Regions from separate parts of the Arabidopsis thaliana genome. Here region 1 is linked to region 2. The links are chromatin contacts, called in public targeted proximity ligation maps. All regions are on one chromosome and are shown on one strand. The core of a region is the stretch at or near the end of the contact, and the rest is flanking DNA. Distances in the headings are between cores, read along the strand shown. Region 1 holds the start of UBQ10 (polyubiquitin 10). Region 2 holds the start of AT4G05150 (Octicosapeptide/Phox/Bem1p family protein).

Region 1 (5,459 bases), core at 2,295-4,794, 58 kb before region 2:
GCTTCAAACTTGCATAAGTTAACGTTTTCTTTCTTATACCTTTCTTCTTGCATGTTTTGAAATCGGTAAATTTGACAGTTTCAGGAAGGAATGGTAGAGTTTATTGGATTGTTGAAGGTGACTATTAAGAAGGGAACTAACTTAGCAATCAGAGACATGATGTCAAGTGATCCATATGTTGTGTTGAATCTAGGGAAGCAAGTAAGTGATTTGCTTTGCATCTTTTTATTAGCTTTACTTCTTGTTGATGCTGTGAATCTTGAGTAAAATTGTCTTGTTTATTCAGAAACTTCAGACAACTGTTATGAATAGTAATTTGAACCCGGTATGGAATCAAGAACTCATGCTGTCTGTTCCTGAGAGCTATGGCCCTGTGAAATTGGTAAGAGCAAATTCATTTTCTATTGACGATTTCAGTCATTGCCAAAGCTTATATATATATCTTACGGTTTCTTATGTGGTTGCAGCAAGTGTATGATTATGATACATTTTCTGCTGATGACATAATGGGAGAAGCAGATATTGATATACAACCTTTGATAACATCTGCAATGGCTTTTGGGGATCCAGAAATGTTTGGGGATATGCAGATTGGGAAATGGCTAAAATCGCATGATAACCCATTAATAGATGACAGTATCATTAACATTGTTGATGGGAAAGTGAAACAGGAGGTTCAGATCAAGCTTCAGAATGTAGAGTCTGGAGAATTAGAGCTAGAAATGGAATGGCTGCCACTTGACCAATAAGTGTCATATAGGTCTCATAACCTTTATAAATGTACTGATTGATTTAATTCTTTGTTTTTTTTTTTTCTCTCCATTTGTTGGAAATTTTCAAAAATCTCTTTGCATTTTTTTCCTCATTTCAGAGGTAAATGTATTTTGATGTTTGTATAAACCAATGGATTACTATATGATGTTTTGATTGATGGAAAAAGGGTGAAATATCCACTTATGTAACATACACTTTCACTTGTGATCATCAATTTACTTGAGAGTCGTTTCTTCAAAGTTTCAAACTTTCCACAACAGAAACTCTACTTAAGATGATCAAGGCATTGTCAAATGAAATGCTTTGGAAGGAAGAAACTGCCTCTCCTTCGTTAAACCAAGCTCAGTATCTTGCAGTTTCCTCTCATCAGACATATCAATGCTTGGACAAAGGTACGAACCATTTTCTACATTTGTGGGACATTACAGGCATTTCTTAGCAACAACGAATGTTCATCATACTCAGAACCTAAAAGATTAACATGTTCAAGCCATCCTTAGAACCCAACAGCTCAACACTTTCGCTACATCTATTACTAGAGGCCAACAATTGGACTATTTACAAGTTTCGCAGAACTGCACTAAACAGAGTCGAGTCACTTTGCAGGCGTATTAAACAAAAGAAGCACAGATAATAAAAACGAAGCGATGATAAAGAAGAAGTTCGACTTGTCATTAGAAAGAAAGAGATAACAGGAACGGAAACATAGTAGAACACTTATTCATCAGGGATTATACAAGGCCCCAAAACACAAACCACCAAAGTTTTACATGAAACGAAACATTGAACTTCTTAAGCATAACAGAGACGAGATTTAGAAACCACCACGAAGACGCAGGACCAAGTGAAGAGTAGACTCCTTCTGGATGTTGTAGTCGGCCAAAGTACGTCCATCCTCAAGCTGCTTTCCAGCGAAGATGAGACGCTGCTGGTCCGGAGGAATACCTTCCTTGTCCTGGATCTTGGCCTTGACGTTGTCAATGGTGTCGGAGCTTTCCACTTCAAGGGTGATGGTCTTTCCGGTCAAAGTCTTGACGAAGATCTGCATACCTCCACGCAGACGCAACACCAAGTGAAGGGTCGACTCCTTCTGGATGTTGTAATCCGCCAAAGTACGACCATCCTCCAATTGTTTTCCGGCAAAGATCAACCTCTGCTGGTCCGGAGGGATTCCTTCCTTATCCTGGATCTTGGCCTTCACGTTGTCAATGGTGTCAGAGCTCTCTACCTCCAAAGTGATAGTCTTTCCGGTGAGAGTCTTCACGAAGATCTGCATACCTCCACGCAGACGCAAGACCAAGTGAAGTGTGGACTCCTTCTGAATGTTGTAGTCAGCCAAAGTTCTTCCATCTTCAAGTTGCTTTCCGGCGAAGATCAATCTCTGCTGGTCCGGTGGGATACCCTCTTTGTCCTGGATCTTGGCTTTCACGTTATCAATGGTGTCAGAACTCTCCACCTCCAAAGTGATGGTCTTTCCGGTGAGAGTCTTCACGAAGATCTGCATACCTCCACGCAGACGCAAGACCAAGTGGAGTGTGGACTCCTTCTGAATGTTGTAGTCGGCCAAAGTTCTGCCATCTTCAAGTTGTTTTCCGGCGAAGATCAATCTCTGCTGGTCCGGAGGAATACCCTCTTTGTCTTGGATCTTGGCTTTCACGTTATCAATGGTGTCAGAACTCTCCACCTCCAAAGTGATAGTTTTCCCAGTCAACGTCTTAACGAAAATCTGCATACCACCACGGAGCCTGAGAACAAGATGAAGGGTGGACTCCTTCTGGATATTGTAGTCAGCAAGAGTTCTGCCATCCTCCAACTGCTTTCCGGCGAAGATCAGCCTCTGCTGGTCCGGAGGAATACCCTCTTTGTCTTGGATCTTGGCCTTGACGTTGTCGATGGTGTCAGAACTCTCCACCTCAAGAGTAATCGTCTTTCCCGTTAGGGTTTTAACGAAAATCTGCATACCACCACGGAGCCTGAGGACCAAGTGGAGGGTGGATTCCTTCTGGATATTGTAATCAGCCAACGTACGGCCATCCTCTAGCTGCTTGCCGGCGAAAATAAGCCTCTGCTGATCCGGAGGAATGCCCTCCTTATCCTGGATCTTGGCCTTAACGTTGTCGATGGTGTCGGAGCTTTCCACCTCGAGGGTGATTGTCTTTCCGGTGAGAGTCTTAACAAAGATCTGCATCTGTTAATCAGAAAAACTCAGATTAATCGACAAATTCGATCGCACAAACTAGAAACTAACACCAGATCTAGATAGAAATCACAAATCGAAGAGTAATTATTCGACAAAACTCAAATTATTTGAACAAATCGGATGATATCTATGAAACCCTAATCGAGAATTAAGATGATATCTAACGATCAAACCCAGAAAATCGTCTTCGATCTAAGATTAACAGAATCTAAACCAAAGAACATATACGAAATTGGGATCGAACGAAAACAAAATCGAAGATTTTGAGAGAATAAGGAACACAGAAATTTACCTTGATCACGGTAGAGAGAATTGAGAGAAAGTTTTTAAGATTTTGAGAAATTGAAATCTGAATTGTGAAGAAGAAGAGCTCTTTGGGTATTGTTTTATAGAAGAAGAAGAAGAAAAGACGAGGACGACTAGGTCACGAGAAAGCTAAGGCGGTGAAGCAATAGCTAATAATAAAATGACACGTGTATTGAGCGTTGTTTACACGCAAAGTTGTTTTTGGCTAATTGCCTTATTTTTAGGTTGAGGAAAAGTATTTGTGCTTTGAGTTGATAAACACGACTCGTGTGTGCCGGCTGCAACCACTTTGACGCCGTTTATTACTGACTCGTCGACAACCACAATTTCTAACGGTCGTCATAAGATCCAGCCGTTGAGATTTAACGATCGTTACGATTTATATTTTTTTAGCATTATCGTTTTATTTTTTAAATATACGGTGGAGCTGAAAATTGGCAATAATTGAACCGTGGGTCCCACTGCATTGAAGCGTATTTCGTATTTTCTAGAATTCTTCGTGCTTTATTTCTTTTCCTTTTTGTTTTTTTTTGCCATTTATCTAATGCAAGTGGGCTTATAAAATCAGTGAATTTCTTGGAAAAGTAACTTCTTTATCGTATAACATATTGTGAAATTATCCATTTCTTTTAATTTTTTAGTGTTATTGGATATTTTTGTATGATTATTGATTTGCATAGGATAATGACTTTTGTATCAAGTTGGTGAACAAGTCTCGTTAAAAAAGGCAAGTGGTTTGGTGACTCGATTTATTCTTGTTATTTAATTCATATATCAATGGATCTTATTTGGGGCCTGGTCCATATTTAACACTCGTGTTCAGTCCAATGACCAATAATATTTTTTCATTAATAACAATGTAACAAGAATGATACACAAAACATTCTTTGAATAAGTTCGCTATGAAGAAGGGAACTTATCCGGTCCTAGATCATCAGTTCATACAAACCTCCATAGAGTTCAACATCTTAAACAAGAATATCCTGATCTGAAGAATGTGGAGGCTTTAGTCCCTTGGATACTTGGGAGGCTGTGGAAGAACAGAAACGAGCTGGTGCTTAAAGGGAGGGAATTTGGAACCAATGAGGTATTAGTAAGGACACAAGAAGATGCAGATGAGTGGATTAGAAGGAAAGAGGCTCAGAATGTAAGGAAAGCACCAACCACAACACCGTCGGGACAGACGAGAAACATGGGAAGCTCCACCACAATCTTGGGTTAAGTGCAACTTTGATGGGGCATGGCCAACAGAAGGATTAAAATGTGGCTTAGGGTGGGTGCTTCGCGATCATACAGGGAAGGTGTTATGGTTAGGTGCAAGAGCTGTGGTAAAAGTAAGAAGCGTGCTGGAAGTAGAAGTGGAGGCTCTTAGATGGGCTGTGCTGTCATTATCCCGATTCAATTATAGGAAGATCATTTTTGAGGTGGATTCTCAGCAACTTGTGTCTTTGGTTACATGAAAGTTATGCTTGTCAAGTCTCAATCCAATTATCCAAGACATAAAGTATCTACTTAGCAAGTTTGAGGATTTTATGCTTGTGCATACAAGCCGAGAAGGAAATGGAGTGGCAGATAGAATAGCTAAGGAATCTCTTTCTTTTGAGAATTATGATCTAAAGTTGTATTCTATTGTACCAATTTGGGTTAAAAGCTCTGTTGAGCTAGACTGTGTATCCATAAATGGGTGAATGGAAAGTTTGTTGTTGAGCCAAAAAAAAAAAAAAAAAAATCATCAGTTCATCATATTGGTAGTCTTGTTTGATAAGTTCTGCTTTTTTTACCTTCCAGTTTTGCCATTTGATGTTGCAATGAGATTTCTTTTGCTAATGTTTTAAAATAACAAAGTTGTTGCTGCTAGTGTTTCCAAGTTGTGTTTGCTGAAATTAGGGTTTGTAACTTATAAGAGAAGCTTGATCGCTGCTTTCGACTAAAGGGAATTCAATAACAACAAGTTTACTTGAAGAAAAATATTAAAACCTAGAAGAAAAGAGTTACACCTACAAATAGGATAAAATCCACATAAATTTCTGTTACTAAATGTATCATAGTTTTGTTTCTTCTATGTATCTACATATACTCAAAAATTTCAAAGCATTGTGACTTAAGGGCCAGAAGAAAACTTGAAGAAAGATTAAAACCTATTAGCAAAGAGTTAAAGATCCACATAACTTTCTGTTGC
Region 2 (6,104 bases), core at 2,852-5,351:
CTATGATTGCTTTAATGGGAATAGTCAATTAGAATAATAATTAACAATGACGAGACCTTTTTTTTTTGTCATCCGAAAATTAATTAGGACTCAAACGAGCCAATCCTGAGGAATGTTGTTTACAGATGTAATATGAAGCGGTTGGGTACGAACTTTTCGTGCCAAAAAATCCGCTTTAACATTAGTACTACGAGAGATTAAAGATAGAAAAAAGTTTGTGAACTCATCCTTGTCGCTCTGTAACTCCTCCAAATACGATGAGAAAGCCGGCCATTCGGTTGGGGAAGACACCATCTCCACCAGATCTGAACAGTCTGTAAGAAAAACTACATCTTGGTTGTCGGCACCAATCATACACTTCATCGCCCAGAGGAGAGCTTCCACCTCGGCATGTAAAGGAGATAAACTTCTTCTGAGATTGGCAGCTCCCAAAGTTGATGTCTCTCCAGTTGATGATGTCAATCAGTACAATGACGAGACCATTTCTATAACTTTTATAGAGAATAAAATAATTAATTTATGCGGAGAACTCCACAGTTAAACGTGTTTGAGTCGAAGTAGTTTTAAGATAGGTGACCTTCCGAGAAATGATTATCAGAACCATGTAAATGAGGATAAAACATGATGAAATATCGTATAGTGATTTGTAGGATCGTTAACAAGTCTTTAAAACCTCTTAGATTTGGCGGACCGATCGTCGGACAGGGATGAGTCCATAGACCTGAGAAAGAACGTGGAGCACACTAGTAAGGACGGACTAAACGTTACAATAGTAGTGAGATCGTTTACAAATTAATAGTTAAGATTAAATGGTACAAAAATCTATTTTTGGTCATGTAAGTGTGTTAGTTGTTACGATTATGAATAGTATGGTAGCTAAAAGTAGAAATTGTGATTTTAGTAAAATAGGTAGTGACTAGTGAGTAGGGACAATTAAACAAATAACATGTTTTACAAGAATAGTACTTGTAGAACAAATGAACATAAAGAGAAAGTTCAAATGAACATAAAAAGGTATCGACAAAAAAGGAAAAAAAGGGGAGGATGTGTTTAAGATGCATGGTTATAATGGTTATAATGCATGCTTCGACAATCTTGGTAAAGAAGAAGTGATTGTGAGAAGAATGATGCAACACAATATCCTTACCTCCCTTCCATTTTATGCTTTGTTAGATTGTATTAAAAGTTACAACTATGAAGACATCACCAACAAACATATGAGATTGAATTCGGTGTGGTTTCTAAGACATATCTACTTCCTCACAAGTCACCAGCAAAGACGAAGAGGAACATATGATTGACAAATTATATTCCATTAACATTATTATGATAAATCGAGTAATAAGATGACAAAAAAAAGTTTAGCAAATGTAATTCACTATTGATAGATTATAATGTTATTATTATTGGGTTTTACTGTTCATTATATTTTGTAATACAAAATTATTACACACAAAAATAAATTTTACAAAAGTAAAACAAAAAATAATACACAGTTCACACAGTAACGAATAAGAACGACTCCAATGAAAAGACGAAAACCCCGGATGTGATAATTTTTCATATTTCTTCTTCAAACAGCTAAGAAGCCCGACCCGTATCCGAATCCGTTTCGGTTCTGTATTGTTGTTGTTCTTCTACACCAGGAACAACCATACCAGTGTGATGCTGATACATTTGAACCGGACCGGGTGTTTTCATTCCATAATAACCCGTCCGGTTCATTCCATCAACTGCCATCATAACCGGCCTAACCGTTCCACCATATACTTGACCCGGACCAGCCATCTGATGAGTCTGAGGTTGGTGGTATCCCATTGGTACATGATGGTATTGTTGAAGATACTGACCCGGCATTTGAACCGGTTGTACCATATGATTACCCGGTTGAACCATATGATTTCCTTGCTGGACCATATGATTACCCGGAACCGAACCAGGAACGTAATAAACCGGTGATTGGTGAATGGTATGACCCTGGTAATGAACCTGTTGGCCTGGGCCAGGGGCATATTGCCATTGCGAGTTAACCGGGAGATTACTCTGTTGCATTACTTGTTCCGGTTGAGGATTGGATTTCGGAGTCGAAACCGGTTCTGGACTTTCCGGTTTAATAAAAACTGGTGGTGGAAGTTCCGGTGTAGATATTCGCATCACAGGAGCCGAAGACGTCGAACCATACGGCGAAGGAACATCGCGACGAGGCGAACCAGGATCCGAAAGCGTCGAGACTTCTCGTTGGATCTTAGCTCTCGGATCACGATCACGAAGCTCATGCGGCGGAGCAGTTTCATCGAAATTATCCAATCCAAAGAGATAATCAGGAACTTCAGAAACAATCGACGAGACTTCAGATCTAACTCGCTCAAAGACTCTACCGGACCCACCGTTAGATACCGCGGTTGCGGCGGCGGAAGAACCGAGGTTAAGAGCGTCGAGGAACCATTGCTCCCGATTAACAGAGCTATCGAGGAGAGAGCTGATACTGCTAGCTCGACTATCGTTATCTTCTTCTCCGGCGACGTTTTTGGTGAAGAGAAAAAGACGAAGACGAGAGGCGCGTGGGTTTTGATTCTGTGCGACGCGGTCGTATTCGTCCATCATGTTCTCTACATCTTCGTCCGTTGATACGGAAATCAACGCGTCAAGATCTTCGTTTGGTAGCTGGTACTTCACGCTTATGTTGCTTTTACCTTATCCAAATATTCCAACGCAACAATCATCATTATTATTCCCCAATCAAAATATTTTCTTTTTATAAATTGAATGAATACTTTCCCGCAAAATTCCAAAATCTCATGGCCAACAAAATATCTGCCCAATTTCCAACAATAAGTTTGAAAAATATTTTAATAAACAGCAAAAATGTTTTTTTAGACCAATAATTCATAGTTGACAAAGAAAACAAAAAAATATCATATGATTTAGATTCAATTTTGTATTTGGGTAATATGACAGTGATCGCCATAACTTCTTCTAAACCCAATTTTTATTTCTAACGAACTCACTCTGTTTCATAAAATAAGTTGTATTAGATTCGTTTCATAATATAAGTTGTATTGAACCATTTTTTTGTTTTATAATATAAATTGTTTTCAAATTTTTATGTAAATTATATATTATTTTAAATACTTTATAATTATTTATATTATAAAATCTTTTTTTATGATTGGTTGGAACTTTAAAAAAGTAAATATTACTAATTTGTGTATTTTTAACTAAAACAATTTATATTGCGAAATGGAGATAATATTAATTAATCATTGGATCAAATGTTCCGAGTCGATAATTTTCATGATCGTGCAAAATTAAATGATTGAAGAAAAAATATCATATGCCAGACCTTTTGTGGCCACAGACCAATAAAAATCTGCCCAATTTCCATAAAAATCAGTTAAGCTGCAAAAAAATCTTAAAAATTAACCAAATAATTCGCTCATCATATCTAAAAATTTCCTTGTGGCGATTTTCTTAGACGAGGCCCACAAAGGCCCGATAAGAGATCATATCAAAATCATCCAACTAAAATCCCTAATCGGTTTTCAATGATCATCATGACACGATTCGAAAATCGGAAGGGAATGATTTTAACTTACCGGAGAGTTTAGCAAGTTTACTAAGGAGAGAGGCGAAAGTAGTGTGACGATGAACAGCGACCATGCGATTATCGCCGCCGACGTAACAGAGCTGATTATCCGGCGGACGTGGCAAGATCCTTCCTCCAAAAGTACACATGAACCGTACGCGTGGCTGACTATCGTACTCCGATCTCGGCGATGACGCCAGTGAGTCGTTGTCAAGCTCCGGCGGAGGGATCGACGCCATTATTTTCGCCTCTTTCTCTCTCTCTATCTCTCCTCTTTGTCGCCGAGGATTTTGGTAATTTGGGGATTTTTGTTTTTTTTGATTCGATTTCATTCAACGACCATATAAATTATTAAGGTGAATGTTCGGGAAGAGGATATGTTAGAGATACGTGGCTGTCATGTACCGCATTCTCACAGCATTATTTTTTCTCATGTAATATAATTAGTTTGTTGCACAAAAAATAAAGTAATATAATTAGTTAACCGTTTGAATATTTTAATATAATTTATAAATGTGAGAGTATTACCGAATTGATTATTATCACCACTCATTACTCGTTAGTGTCATAAACGACATTTATTAACCGATTTGCACAAATGATAATTTTGAATAAATGAGATACAGATATATATATATATATATATATATATATATATATATATATAAATACTAATTTCTATCGAATTTTATTTATATGAAAGAAAAAAAGTAATTTTAAAAATATTACCACAAAAATATATCAACAAAATAAAACAATTCCTTGATTTTCTGTAATCTTTCGATCAAAATAAAACAAAATAAAACAATGATCTTTAGATTCTCTATAATCTCATATGTTGCATTGTGTTTCTTTGTCTTTGCCTTAAAACTCTCATGGACTTCAAATCGATGAATTTTAGATTTTTTTTTTATGGTATTGGAGAATACCTTTTGTTGTAATGTTTTAATTTTTGAGTTCTTTAACTCTTATGCTTGTAATTGTTCTTTGTTTCAATGAATAAAAGCAAAGATTGAAAAAAAAAAAGAAAAAAAAATTCCAATAATCAATAAGAGTAGTCAATAAGAGTGTAAGAATGACTGAAACAAACTCTAGAAAACGATAGTTGATTACAATGGGAGATTTGTAAGCACGAGTCTTGCAAACAAAACAATAATAAAAGCGACTTTGATAATCTATGTTTTACTCAGAAATCTAATTACTTATTTACTATTACAAAGTTGTAACAGAATCGTTCGATTGAAGTACTTTAGTTAGTGTAGAAAATATCTTATGAAATTTGGATTTGGTTTGGTTTTTTATCTTGTGAACAAATCTTGGTTTTTTATATATATTTTATGTTATCTAATGCAACAATTAATATCTTTGAACAAAAAATAAAAAAATAATTAATAACGGTCGACAAAAAAATAAAAAAAATATAAATCTAATATAATAATTTTATCATAATAAAACTTTCAAAAAACAAACATTTACCATACGCATTCCTTATGTAATGTAACTATATTTTCATGAGAAACATTTTTTTTTTTTCTTTTCGTCTCAACTTCGTTAAAGTTTTCATCAAAAATTTTGTGTCCAAAAAGACTAATGTATACAACTATTATATTTTCTTACGATCAATCTGTTGGCCAAAATAATAGCGGTCTATGAGAACTACTGGCCGTTATTCCATTTTATATGACAGATGCATCGTAGCCGTCAAATAGCTATCAGCCAGAAGTTAGATGCTCCTAATCATTCACCATATGCATTTGACTTGACTCCACAAAAACCATTGTGATTTAACGATTTTAAGATACATATAATTTAGACAAGAAAAAAAAAAAAGATAACATATAATTAAAAATTGTATCTAATATATATTTTCAATCTTCAACTAGGTTCTTGACGTCGGCACAAAAAAAAGAGTAAAGAAGGAAAACAAAATTCCTGACTTTATTTTATTTAATTAATCTAGCAACAGAATTAAAAATAAAATATAATCAGGAGTTCTTACTTCTTAGCATGTGACATTGAGCTGAGTTGGTTATTACGACAGGCGATCGAATTTTATTAGTACTAATCATTATTTCCACTAAAACTAATTTGAAGTCCATGTTATTGTATTGTTAAACAAAAATAATGTCTCTGTAGTTTGATTGATATTTAATGACGTTTTAGTTCGACTAAACAATAGCGAAAAGAAGAAATTGACCAATGAAAAGAGGATAAGTTTCCAATGGTGTTGCAGTTAGTAAGGTTTTTTGTTTACTTGTTGGGTATGACGAGAAAATCTATATCAAACATTATATTATCTATCTATCTTACTCTTTCAACGTAATCTATCATATATTGTACTATGATATACATAAACGAATAATGACACAACTTATAATTTCAAATTATTACATTTTTCCAAAAGAAAACATAAATAAGACATATCTAAAGTCTTCACTGTTTTTTGCTGTATTCTTGGAGTTGGAACAACATTTCTTGGAACAATATGCTCACACTTGAAGATTATTACTACCACGTT

What was found.
Region 1: a contact with region 2 is called in a targeted proximity ligation map of shoot, with 12 read pairs. A contact is called at or near these places in 2 of 26 Hi-C or Micro-C datasets (root and rosette leaf) and 1 of 2 datasets of targeted methods (shoot).

The regions. Positions count from the first base shown.
Region 1 is chr4:2,716,062-2,721,520 of TAIR10.1, reverse strand. UBQ10 (polyubiquitin 10) reads right to left here and starts at 3,544. Exons shown (of 2, transcript NM_178968.5): 1 at 3,267-3,544; 2 at 1,213-2,962. The coding sequence starts at 2,962. The coding sequence ends at 1,589. AGD13 (ARF-GAP domain 13) reads left to right here. Exons shown (of 9, transcript NM_116772.4): 7 at 79-201; 8 at 287-382; 9 at 468-1,011. The coding sequence ends at 749.
Region 2 is chr4:2,658,153-2,664,256 of TAIR10.1, reverse strand. AT4G05150 (Octicosapeptide/Phox/Bem1p family protein) reads right to left here and starts at 4,101. Exons shown (of 2, transcript NM_116754.4): 1 at 3,597-4,101; 2 at 1,349-2,693. The coding sequence starts at 3,918. The coding sequence ends at 1,582.